2 separate regions of the Zea mays genome follow, and region 1 is linked to region 2. A link is a contact called in public Hi-C data. All regions are on one chromosome and are shown on one strand. The core of a region is the stretch at or near the end of the contact, and the rest is flanking DNA. Distances in the headings are between cores, read along the strand shown.

Region 1 (5,014 bases), core at 1,863-4,362, 600 kb after region 2:
GGAAATAAGTACAGTCCTGTTGTGTCTGTGAACTAAGGAAAGGGTCGGTGCTCCGATGGTATGGTATGTGAAGGAGAGATATATGGATTTCGTGTAAGTATACCTCGGATGCAACATATGAGCATTCCACGATTCCAGCTTCGCCCCGCATAGCTCGCAAGCATGCGTCAGCGAATTTAGAAGCAGCAAAAGCCTGAGATTTTTTCTTCTGTTAGTACGGAGACTAAACTTTTTGGTTGCCAAAGTAAGCTGTCATGTATAAGTGTAACCTACCATTGACAGAGTCGCGGAGCCTGATCCAGCCTTTGCCTGAAATCAGTGAAAACATCATTCATGTCTGGAAATTACTTCAGGAAGCAGTCAAAATGGACTTGTGGCAGATTCAGAGGGGCATAATGCATCACGATATGCAACTCCAGACATGCAATTTTGAGCGATGAATTTGAAGCCATTCTGTTACATTTGTGGTATTTTCCTTAATCTCATATTAACTATTGAGAAACTGTTAGACCTAATGTGTAATGCATAAGGGCATGCAAAAGGGTATGCTGTAGGCCTTCAGCTAGAAGAATATCATCGCTTATCAATGTTGCAACCACAGGTAGCCCTAACAACCCAAGCATGGCCAAATACATAGTCTTGCTGTCTTGACTCCCGGCAAATAAAACAAGCGCATTAAACTGAAATCAATCAATTTATTGACTTTAGTCAAATATACATGACAGCACTGAAAGATGGATTTGTGCTATATATTTCTCCACTAACAACCATAGTCACAAGAAACGAGTACAGTGGTAGCAACCCTCGACCCGGATACGTAGTAGCGTACCATGTTCCTCGACCATATCGATCCAGAAACTTTATGACTATGCTAACAACATCACTATGTAAGCTTTATGCAGAGAAAATAGTAAGTACATACATAATATGCACTCCCTCCGTTATCGAATATTTGTCGCCCGTTAGTTCATTTTTGAACTAAAACGCGACAAAATAAAAAAAAACTGGAGGGAGTATTAGTTAGAGATGCATGTTCACCAAATGTTTGATGGACAAAAAAGATCGATCATGTAAAGATGACCTCTGTTTTGGCGCAGCGAATATCAGATGAAGAGCTTAGACTATAGCAGAGAGAATATTGCTCATTTACAGAGCTTAGATTATAGTTGGGGTTCGGTTACACATAACTTCAGGCAGTAAAGTCAAATAGCATTGTACCTCCACAACTTCTGTGCCACCATTCTGTATGCGGTCTGTCAAATATCTGGTTTCATCCTGAGTGAATGAGCTCGGAGGTGTAACCTGCAGATAAACAGGCTTTAAATCAGCACCTAGTGTCATAGAAGCTAGATAATATTTCAATATTAGCATTCCCATGTGATGAAACCAGCATATGATCAGTACCTGGGAGAGGAGGGGCAATATAGTTATCCCAGCATGCCCTCCAACAACAGGAACACTGACATCTCTTGGATCAACTCCAAGCACTTCGGCCTACAATACACAACATGAAGCAGAAATGCAAATTACCAAACTGAGAAGTACAACAGCCTACTAGAGTATGCAAGTATTCCAGGTTCTTAAGAGATGCTATGGATTAGGCTTCATACCACAAAGGTGTTAGCCCTCGCAACATCGAGTGTTGTCACTCCAAGAAGCCGCTTGGGATCATAAGTTCCAGCTTTCTTGAAAACCTCAGCAGCAATGGGGACAGTTGAGTTCACTGGGTTGCTGATCAGATTCACAATTGCATTAGGACAGCATCTTGCAACGCCTTCACATAGTGTACGAACAATCCCAGCATTTTTGTTGAATAAATCATCTCTTGTCATTCCTGGTTTCCTAGGGAGTCCAGCGGGTATGATTACAAGGTCCATTCCTGTAAGTGCGGCATCAAGCTGCTGTGCCCCAAGGAAGCCGCGGACCTGAAAAGAAGTTTTACCAGAGTTATTAGTATGTTCGCATTTGAAGTTTTTTTTGCAACTAGGTAATTTGGGCCAAGGAAACAGTGTATAATCAATTTAAGCTGCTTGAAAATATTGTAGTTCAAATACAATTTTAAGAGACCGTCTGTTTACACTACTTTTTTTTTTCCAAACTCCAGAGAGTAATTGTATTTTTCCCCTTTCCTTTGGGTATGTTTCTTTTAGGCATTATAGAAACCAAGACCTGAACTATAGTGGTACTCAATTATCACATATGTAAATATAAACGGAAGTTCTAGGTGTTTTTCTTTTAAGTACTACAGCAAATGTTGTGAACGGAGCGGAGCGGTGTTCTGAGACGTCAGTAGCCTAACCACAACAACGAGTGAATGAGCTGGTGAAACCAACTAGAAAACTAAGGCCGGAGAATTGATCAATTTGTGATAGATCAATTAATTAAGTGCCCAAGGCGCCAAAATCCATCAGTTGGCACATAGAGCAATCAAACGATGATGCCTTGCCGATTGTATAGCAGCATCACGGAGGCTGTAGTCATCAACCCGAAAAAGTACAGTACCACGGATCGACTGAGAAGCACCAGGGAAGGGGGGGACGTTACCACAGCGCTGGTGTCCATGTGGCTGACATCGGCCGTGACCCCGGGCGTGTTGACGACATCGTAGAGGTGCAGCACGGACACGAGAGGATTCATCTTCATGAGCAGTGACAGCGGCTGTCCGATCCCGCCCGCGGCGCCCAGGATCGCGACCTTGAACCCCGGCGCGCCGCCCTTGGCGCGGCACACCACGAGCCTCAGTGCGGACGCGCCTTCCTCCATCTGCGGCCGCTGGGGGTTTAGGTGCGCGGCGACGCGGGCGAGGCGGTGCGAGGGAGCGTTGGCGTCGGGCTGCATGGCAGCTCCTAGTTCCGCGGAAGCCGGAGGGGAGGGTGAGTTGCTCTTGCTCCTGCTCCCGGTGCTGGTTGATTGGCGCGCGAGACGGGGGATTAGGGTGGGGGCTTTGACGGGGGAAAGCTCCCGCGTTTTTGGATGGTTCCGCTGTGTGCGTTATCCGGTGGCCTGTGGCTGCGGGCCGTCACGGAGTCGGGAGGCATGAGGCGGCGATGGCTCCCGGCCCCGGCTGGCTCATCTCTTTTCTCCGCCACTGCCGGTGCGGTATGATGCAGTATGCCGTGTGCGCCGGGCGTCGAGCCTCGTTTTCGGCCTCGGTCGCTGAGCCTGCACGGGTGTCTGTCGTCGGGTCCGGAAGGTTGGTTTGGTCGGGGAGGAGTGTCGATCTTCGAATCAACCACAACTTTCGACAGACCAACTGTCTAAGACGTCATGGCATGCTCAATTATCTCTTAGGGGGTATTTGGTTCTGTGGACTAAAGTTTAGTCCGGGTCACATCAAGCGTTTGACTTTCAAATAGGAGTATGAAATATAGACCCAACCAACTGTACTAGATTCGTCTCACTTTTTAATCTTCGGCTGAGAAATTAGTTTTATAATCCGACTACATTTAATACCCCGAACGGAGGTTCAAACATTCGATGTGATAGGGGCTAAATTTTAGCAGGGGCAAACCAAACACCCCTTAACCTAGCTATGTTAGGCTCTACAACTATTGTTATAGCTCATCATATGTACTATATGCCCCCTATCCATACCTGGCTACTAATTATGGTACACAACTTTCCTTGTTCACACACCACATGTGGATTGGCGGATTTCTAATAGTTGGTGCTGCTGCACATGCAGTCATTTTTATGGTAAAAGACTATGATCCAACTACTCGATACAACGCTCTATTAGATCACGTCTTTAGGCATTCGCAGCGGTTCTCCTTAATTTTTCTCTCTATATCATTTTTTACATCACATCACCAACATTTTATCCTTATTTTTTTTATCTCCCGCAACGGTTCTCTCTATATTCTCCCCCTATACCCCACTACAACTATAAAATATCATTGTTCAAATCTATTCATCATATATTACTACTAGGTGAGTACTCGTGCGTTGCGACGGAACCATATAATAACACGATAACTTAAGTGGGGAAATCAACCAGAACTGTGTGCTCCAGTCTGTAATATGTAACATAGACATTATCGCCACTGTTTGAGACTAACAACACCTGAACATGCATGAAAATATGACCAAGAAACCGACAGATTCTGTAATCTGTGCTCCATAATGACAGAACAAGAAACTGACAACTTTGTCACTGAACAAGAAACTGAGGATTATTTTCATGGCAATTTCAGTTTCTTGTTCATATATTTTCATGGCGATACATGTTCTGTATGGCTGGAGTCTGGAGAGAAGCAGTGACGCACCGTCCACTGGTGCGAAAGTGCGAGCAGATCGCTGGCTGCCTGGGACCTCGCCACCACCACACCACCACCACCAGATTGCAGCGCGATGCAATCGATGTGAGCAGATCGCTGCCTGAGACCTCGCCACCACCACCACACCACCACCACAAACAAATAGAAAGATCGATCTAGTCAGTTGGATCTGCACAGCAGTCCAGAGTCCAGAAACCTATGCCAAAAGAGGGCAGCACCGATCGAACCAATTGTCGCATCCAGAAATAAGTATATAGCAAAAAATTAAAATAAGAGGTGGGAAAAAGTTGTATTTCACATGAACACAAAAAAGTGTTGGGAGTCAGGCTTGTTGGGGTCTAAATATTGTATTATTTGAAAGAAAACAGGAATCAATATCAACGTGAACATCTAAAAATGAAATTCAAGAGTTCCTCAAACATATTCAATATGCTACATCTAAAAATTGGAGCTGTAATTTCTTTTGCATAAATGCTACAAACGGTTTAGATAAGCAGCAAACATTATACATTTAAAATGTTACAGCGAGCAAGCTTGAACTGCAGCAAGGCAGTAAAGTTACCATTGACTAAAAGATGCTTCAGTACATAAAATAGAGTTGAATTGTCTACATATCAACATTTTTGTGTTACAGCGACCTAACTATTTTCAGAACATTTTTTGTGTTTTATTAAAACAAAACTGTAGAACACTTGTTTTTGGCGGGAATAGAAACATGCCTTGTAAGCTGCATCGAC
Region 2 (5,371 bases), core at 2,602-5,101:
CGTACTCCGTCCAGGCTGGGCACAGCTAATGGGGCCGGGCGGGACGGGACCCACGTGGCTCGTACTAGTACTGCAGTGCAAGTTGTGCGCCATCGCCCACCGGCTCGGATTCCAGCCACAGCCAGAGCAGGTCCCTCCCAATCGCGGCGATTAGACGGATCGCGCCGGGCTGGCTGGCGCGCGCACGTGCCCTGCCGCTGCGCTGGAGCAGGCGAGCGGCAGTGGTGTGCCAGGCAGGCAGAGCAGAGGCAGGCCAGGGCCAGCCGAGCCGAGCCGTGCAGGCGCAGCAAAGCGCTCCAGCTGTGCCGGGCGCCTGGCCTGGCCGCATCTATCTGCCTGCGAGTCGCTGCGTCTGCGTGCGAACGGAGAAGCTTCTTTCTTTTCAAGACACCTGCGCACGGATGGAGATCGGGGGTGCTGTTTTATTGAGGTTGGTTGGGTGGTTACCGGAGGAAGGAGGCACAAGGCCCGCTGGGCCAGCCATGTCCGTTGTTCGTAGCAGCGAAATGCGGCATTTTATTTTTTGAAGGAGCGCGGTTTGCTTGCCACTGCCAGTGCCAGCGCATGGCGCGAACATCTAGCGCGATTGGAATGCAAATGGTCCTCCACAAGGCACGCCGCACCCCCCATGGCGATTGGCGAAGCAAGTTTGAAGGGGTGACCGCGGGCACCGGCTAATCTGGGGGAAAATAGGCTACAAGGGGTCATGTTACGTTATCTTCTGTAGTATTGATTATTGAACCTCTTCTCTCTGTCTCTCTTTTTTAAAAAGTTTTAATGCTCATGCTACGGGGGATACCGTACCGTGGTATTCATTCAGAAAAGAAGCAATCAAAGACTAGATAGACTGTCGTGGCCCGCTTCTCTCTACACGATTTTGCAATGGACAATAACGGATGTGGTGGCATGCATGCACATGGATGACATGTGGGACCATAGTGCCTACCTTCGTCGAGTCAAACGGGTGAATAAAATGGAACGTTAACAGATTGGGCAGGGCAGCAGCTAGCACCGACGGTAATTTTAGCACTGTCCTTGATCGGATAGCGCCTGAAACTTTACAATTTGGCATGAGTAGTGGTGATTGCTGATTGGATCTACTGCTGTCGTACGCTATGGGCGCTGTGTATGCATTCGTATTAAATTCCCCGCCATTGCAGCCGAATTTGAATTGGTACGTGTATGGTGCCGATTGCAGCTTCTGCAGTGCAGGCTGTTGTTTGGTCCGCCTGCTGGCTGTTGCAGAGGTGAGGTTTGCGGGCTTCCTAAAATAAGCTCTGCTCTTGCGCGAAGAAGAATGCTGCCTGGGGTACGGTGTTGCGGTTTTGTCGAATGACGATGCACACGTTAGCAATTGCAACGATTACAGACAGGGAGTTTGATGACTCTTGACCGGAATCATCGGCACCAGCAAAGACCTGCGTTGTTTCGTTTACAGTGTGAGTAGAGTACGACCCCGTCGTAGGCTGGGCTGTGTCCAGCGATTGTGTATATGTCTATACAAAACAATGTTTTGCCACTTGCATACTAGAGCTTCAAATAAGATGGGATAAGAAATGGAATAGCAGAACTGCCGGAGATTGTCTAATCCCACTTCCACGCAGGGCTTCCATAAAGCCAACGTCTTGATTCTCAGAACTGCCGGAGATTGTCTATTCTATGACAGATTTTAACTTACCCTCTATTTTCGTACCTTTAGTAGGCTTAGTATTTTCAGTAATTGCAATGACTTCCTTATTTCTTTATGTGCAGAAAAATAAGATTGTCTAGAAACGATGGGGCCAAATTTTGTCAATGTATTTCCATGATCATAATACAGATATTTTTTTTTTGTGATTAAGATTTAAACCCACTTAATCCCGTCCACGAGTGACAGCATTGCAGCTAGTCACTCTTGCGATATGTTACATAGGTGACACTTTTGGTTTGAAATCCTTCACGACGCACATCCCACGCTCATTCCAGCCCAGCCTATACCTATGTTCTACTAGATGTCAAGTCAATATGGACAAAAATATCTTTATTGGCACGGGGGTGTTTTTATGCCCTGCTCACACGACAAAACGGTTTCATATGACACAAGCCCCACATCTAGTTGATTTCATTAAATTAAAACATACATATGAAAATATAAATTAGGGTCAAAATCCATGCAGACAAATTCATTGCAATCCAATCCAAGTGATAAAACTCCGATTCCAATCCCACTTCAATGCAAAATGACTAATGCCCAGCTTGTTTTTAAGCACAAATCCAATCAGTATGGTCCAATCTATGATCTATCCCTAGTATTAACACAAGGCTAAGGTTTTTATGTCCATCTAACACAGCCATCAGATAGGGTGGTCAGGCAGATCCAATTGGATTTAGGATTATCCAAATCCACTCCAACCTCTACAAACAAACAATCAATGCACGGCGGAGACTGTCGATCACTCCCCATACGCAGCAGCAAATAACAAGACTGAGTGGTAACATTGATACTGTATTGTCTGATTCATAGCGGTTCGACATGCTCAGCTAGCATAGCAGGGAAGCATCAAGATTCAAGAGTACCATCTAGAATACACCAACTTCGTCCACACAAAGCCAAACAATTCATTACATGGTTTTATCATAAGAATAAGAGTACAGGCTATCTTTTAGGTCCCCATCCATGCTTCCATTATTGCCATGCTTTGGAGCTCCCCAAGTTTCAGCGGTACTGCATAAAAAGAATGCAACTTTTCAAATAAGAAGCCACAGCACAACTGTTTACCACGACTAAAATGCATGGCATCTTCATCATAAAAGAGTCATTTGGAAGCTCTAGATCATAAGAAACTATGGTTGGATATGGAAACAACCATGCTTCAGAGCTTACACACAAGCGGAGCAGTAAAAAGATGTTAATTATTAACGAACTCTTGCAATAAGAAACTTGACCCTGGTTCCAAATTGCTGAGGTGCCAAAATCTGGGAATCATGGGACAATTCACCATAATCACAGCAGTCTGCTATGTGTCCGCATAGAGATGACACTCAAAATCCAGAAAGACACTAATTCGAATGCAAACAACTAAACTAAGACCTACCCTACAGAACAGGATATGCAAAATCCAACAAAGTATTGGCAATGGGCATATAAGTGCAACAATATGGGCGCCATGGACATTGCTTCAAGTTCTAAGAAGCCAGTAACAGACTATTTAAACTAGTACCAGCTGGACCAACACAGATACATCACGGCGAAACATACCATGGACCATGGCATAATAGAACAGAAGAAACGGTAGGTCATAGATTACCCAACCAATGAAACAGGTAACCACTACCTAACGCAGGCTTATGTTGCAGGGAAGGAAGCAGAGGCCGGAAACTTTTGGCCAGTACCTTGATGAAGCCAATGTCCTTGGCGTTGCTGCGGAAGCACTGTCTGCAGCACATGAGCCCGTACTTTCGGATCAAGCCGTGGGGGTTAGCGCACACACGGCTGCAATCACACACCATGGCATCCATCAACAATCGCCATCATCGAGTACGAAGTACAAAAACCAACAAACGTAAGGGCAAGCAAATCTACTTGGGCTAAAGCGCTAAAATCTTAACTACAAGCTCATGCCACAACATGACGGATTAAACAGATGACATGTATATAAAATGATATCGGCGATTAAGTGGGGCGAAGGAACTAGAGGAATAGAGGATTACCAAACCCTAGATCCAGGGCCGTAGTTCTTGGGGTGCGAGTTCCACACGTTGGAGTGTCCCATGGCGGCGGCGGCAGGGGAGCAGGCCTCACAGGTAAACCCTAACCTAGTCTGACCTGGCTTATGACTCTGAGCGGAACCGAAAACGTTCGGCTTCTTCTGTAGGAGATGGATGGCATTGCTTCACTGGGCTTTTCATTAGACCAACCCAACAAAGATGACTTGATCTATCTTGGTGCTTAAATTGAACCCAAACTTGGCCCGATATGTGATCTTTCTTTATTCTTCCAGAAAAATTTCATTTATCATTTTGTTTTTGCCAAAGTTCATCTATCTACAACAGTAAAAAAAACTAAGGGCGTTTGTTTCCGTAACTAAAGTTTAATCCATGACATATCAGACATTTGAATATCAATTACGACTATTAAATATAGTTTAACTAGGAAACTAATTAGATACACAAAATTAAACGTCTTGACAAATTTATTAAGCCTAATTAGTTTATGATTAATAAATGTTTACTATAACATCACATGGGCGAATCATATACTAATTAAGCTTCATAGGTTTGTCTTGCTATTTAATCCTTATCTGTGTAATTATTTTTATAATTAAACTACATTTAATACTTCTAATTGGCATCCAAACATCTTATGTGAGTATATGCTAGGACTAAAATTTAATCCCTTCGATCCAAATAATACTTCTAACTCATATCATAGCATGCACATATCAGATGAATAAAAAACACAAGAATGTCCAGTGGAGGTATCTGATTTGTGTAAAGGACTCTACAATTTCACTCGAAAGTTATGGGAAAAGTATTGACACTGCCATTTCCATTATAGCTAAGTGTCTCAACAAACATTTGTTGCACCGTATGTCCTGATTAAAAAAATTAAAATATCCCCACAATTAAAATTAAATGAACAACATGCACATAGTCATCAGTGACACATATCATAGGGCTAATGGATTAACTCTAATAAGAAGGGAACAAGGAGGAAAGGTGTGGCACGGGCGTGGGTGAGCGCATTGGCGGCCGTCATGGGCGAGTGCACGCAAGCTAGTGGTTGGTTGCTGGAGAGGGAGCCTAGAGGCTGGCGCTACACATTAGGGTTTGGCATGGGATGGGTGGTGACCTAGAGTTCGAACATCATGGAATGAGATAGACTGAGTCTAGAGCCTAAGAGGCTAGCGTGACCTAGGTCATCATAGGCTGAATTGGGGCACGTGACCGGGTCTAGACAGGCTCCGACACTGGGCTCAAGAAAACCCCAGTGAAAACCAACAATATTTAGAGGAAGCATGATGGATCCTCGCCAATATTGGCCGCAACAAAGCAAGAACATAGTTCATATGCTAGATCCTCTATATCAAAATGATGGCTCGGTAAATAACATATCAAATATGTTATATCTATTTTCAGTGAATCTTGAGTTTAAACAAGGGACAACAACAACAACAATTGTGATAAATATGTCAGGGAAATGATCCCTGGTCCCTGTGGCCCGCTGACTAGTGAGCGCGCTGAGGAAAGATCCCCTCATTGTTGGGGCCCGTTAGTCAGTCAGAAGAGGCAGGTGTGCCAACTCTGGAAGGACTGGCCCCCGGTCGAACCCCGTGGCACCGAGCGTGGGCCTAGGATGGCGGAGCTTGACAAAGAAGGACGGGCATGTCGA

Evidence for each region. A called contact is a pair of places that touch in the nucleus more often than the background predicts.
Region 1: a contact with region 2 is called in a Hi-C map of bundle sheath, with 2.2 times the contacts expected there. The contact joins the promoter of LOC100282134 here to the promoter of LOC100280803 in region 2. A contact is called at or near these places in 3 of 25 Hi-C or Micro-C datasets (bundle sheath, leaf and tassel).

What each region holds. Positions count from the first base shown.
Region 1 is chr1:289,351,857-289,356,870 of Zm-B73-REFERENCE-NAM-5.0, forward strand. It overlaps LOC100282134 (malate dehydrogenase, glyoxysomal), which reads right to left and starts at 3,113. Exons shown (of 8, transcript NM_001155046.2): 1 at 2,545-3,113; 2 at 1,611-1,925; 3 at 1,405-1,494; 4 at 1,219-1,302; 5 at 274-309; 6 at 104-193. The coding sequence starts at 2,838.
Region 2 is chr1:288,749,841-288,755,211 of Zm-B73-REFERENCE-NAM-5.0, forward strand. LOC100280803 (40S ribosomal protein S29) reads right to left here and starts at 3,852. Exons shown (of 3, transcript NM_001153723.1): 1 at 3,691-3,852; 2 at 3,373-3,472; 3 at 2,457-2,704. The coding sequence starts at 3,752. The coding sequence ends at 2,696. It also overlaps the pseudogene LOC100192723.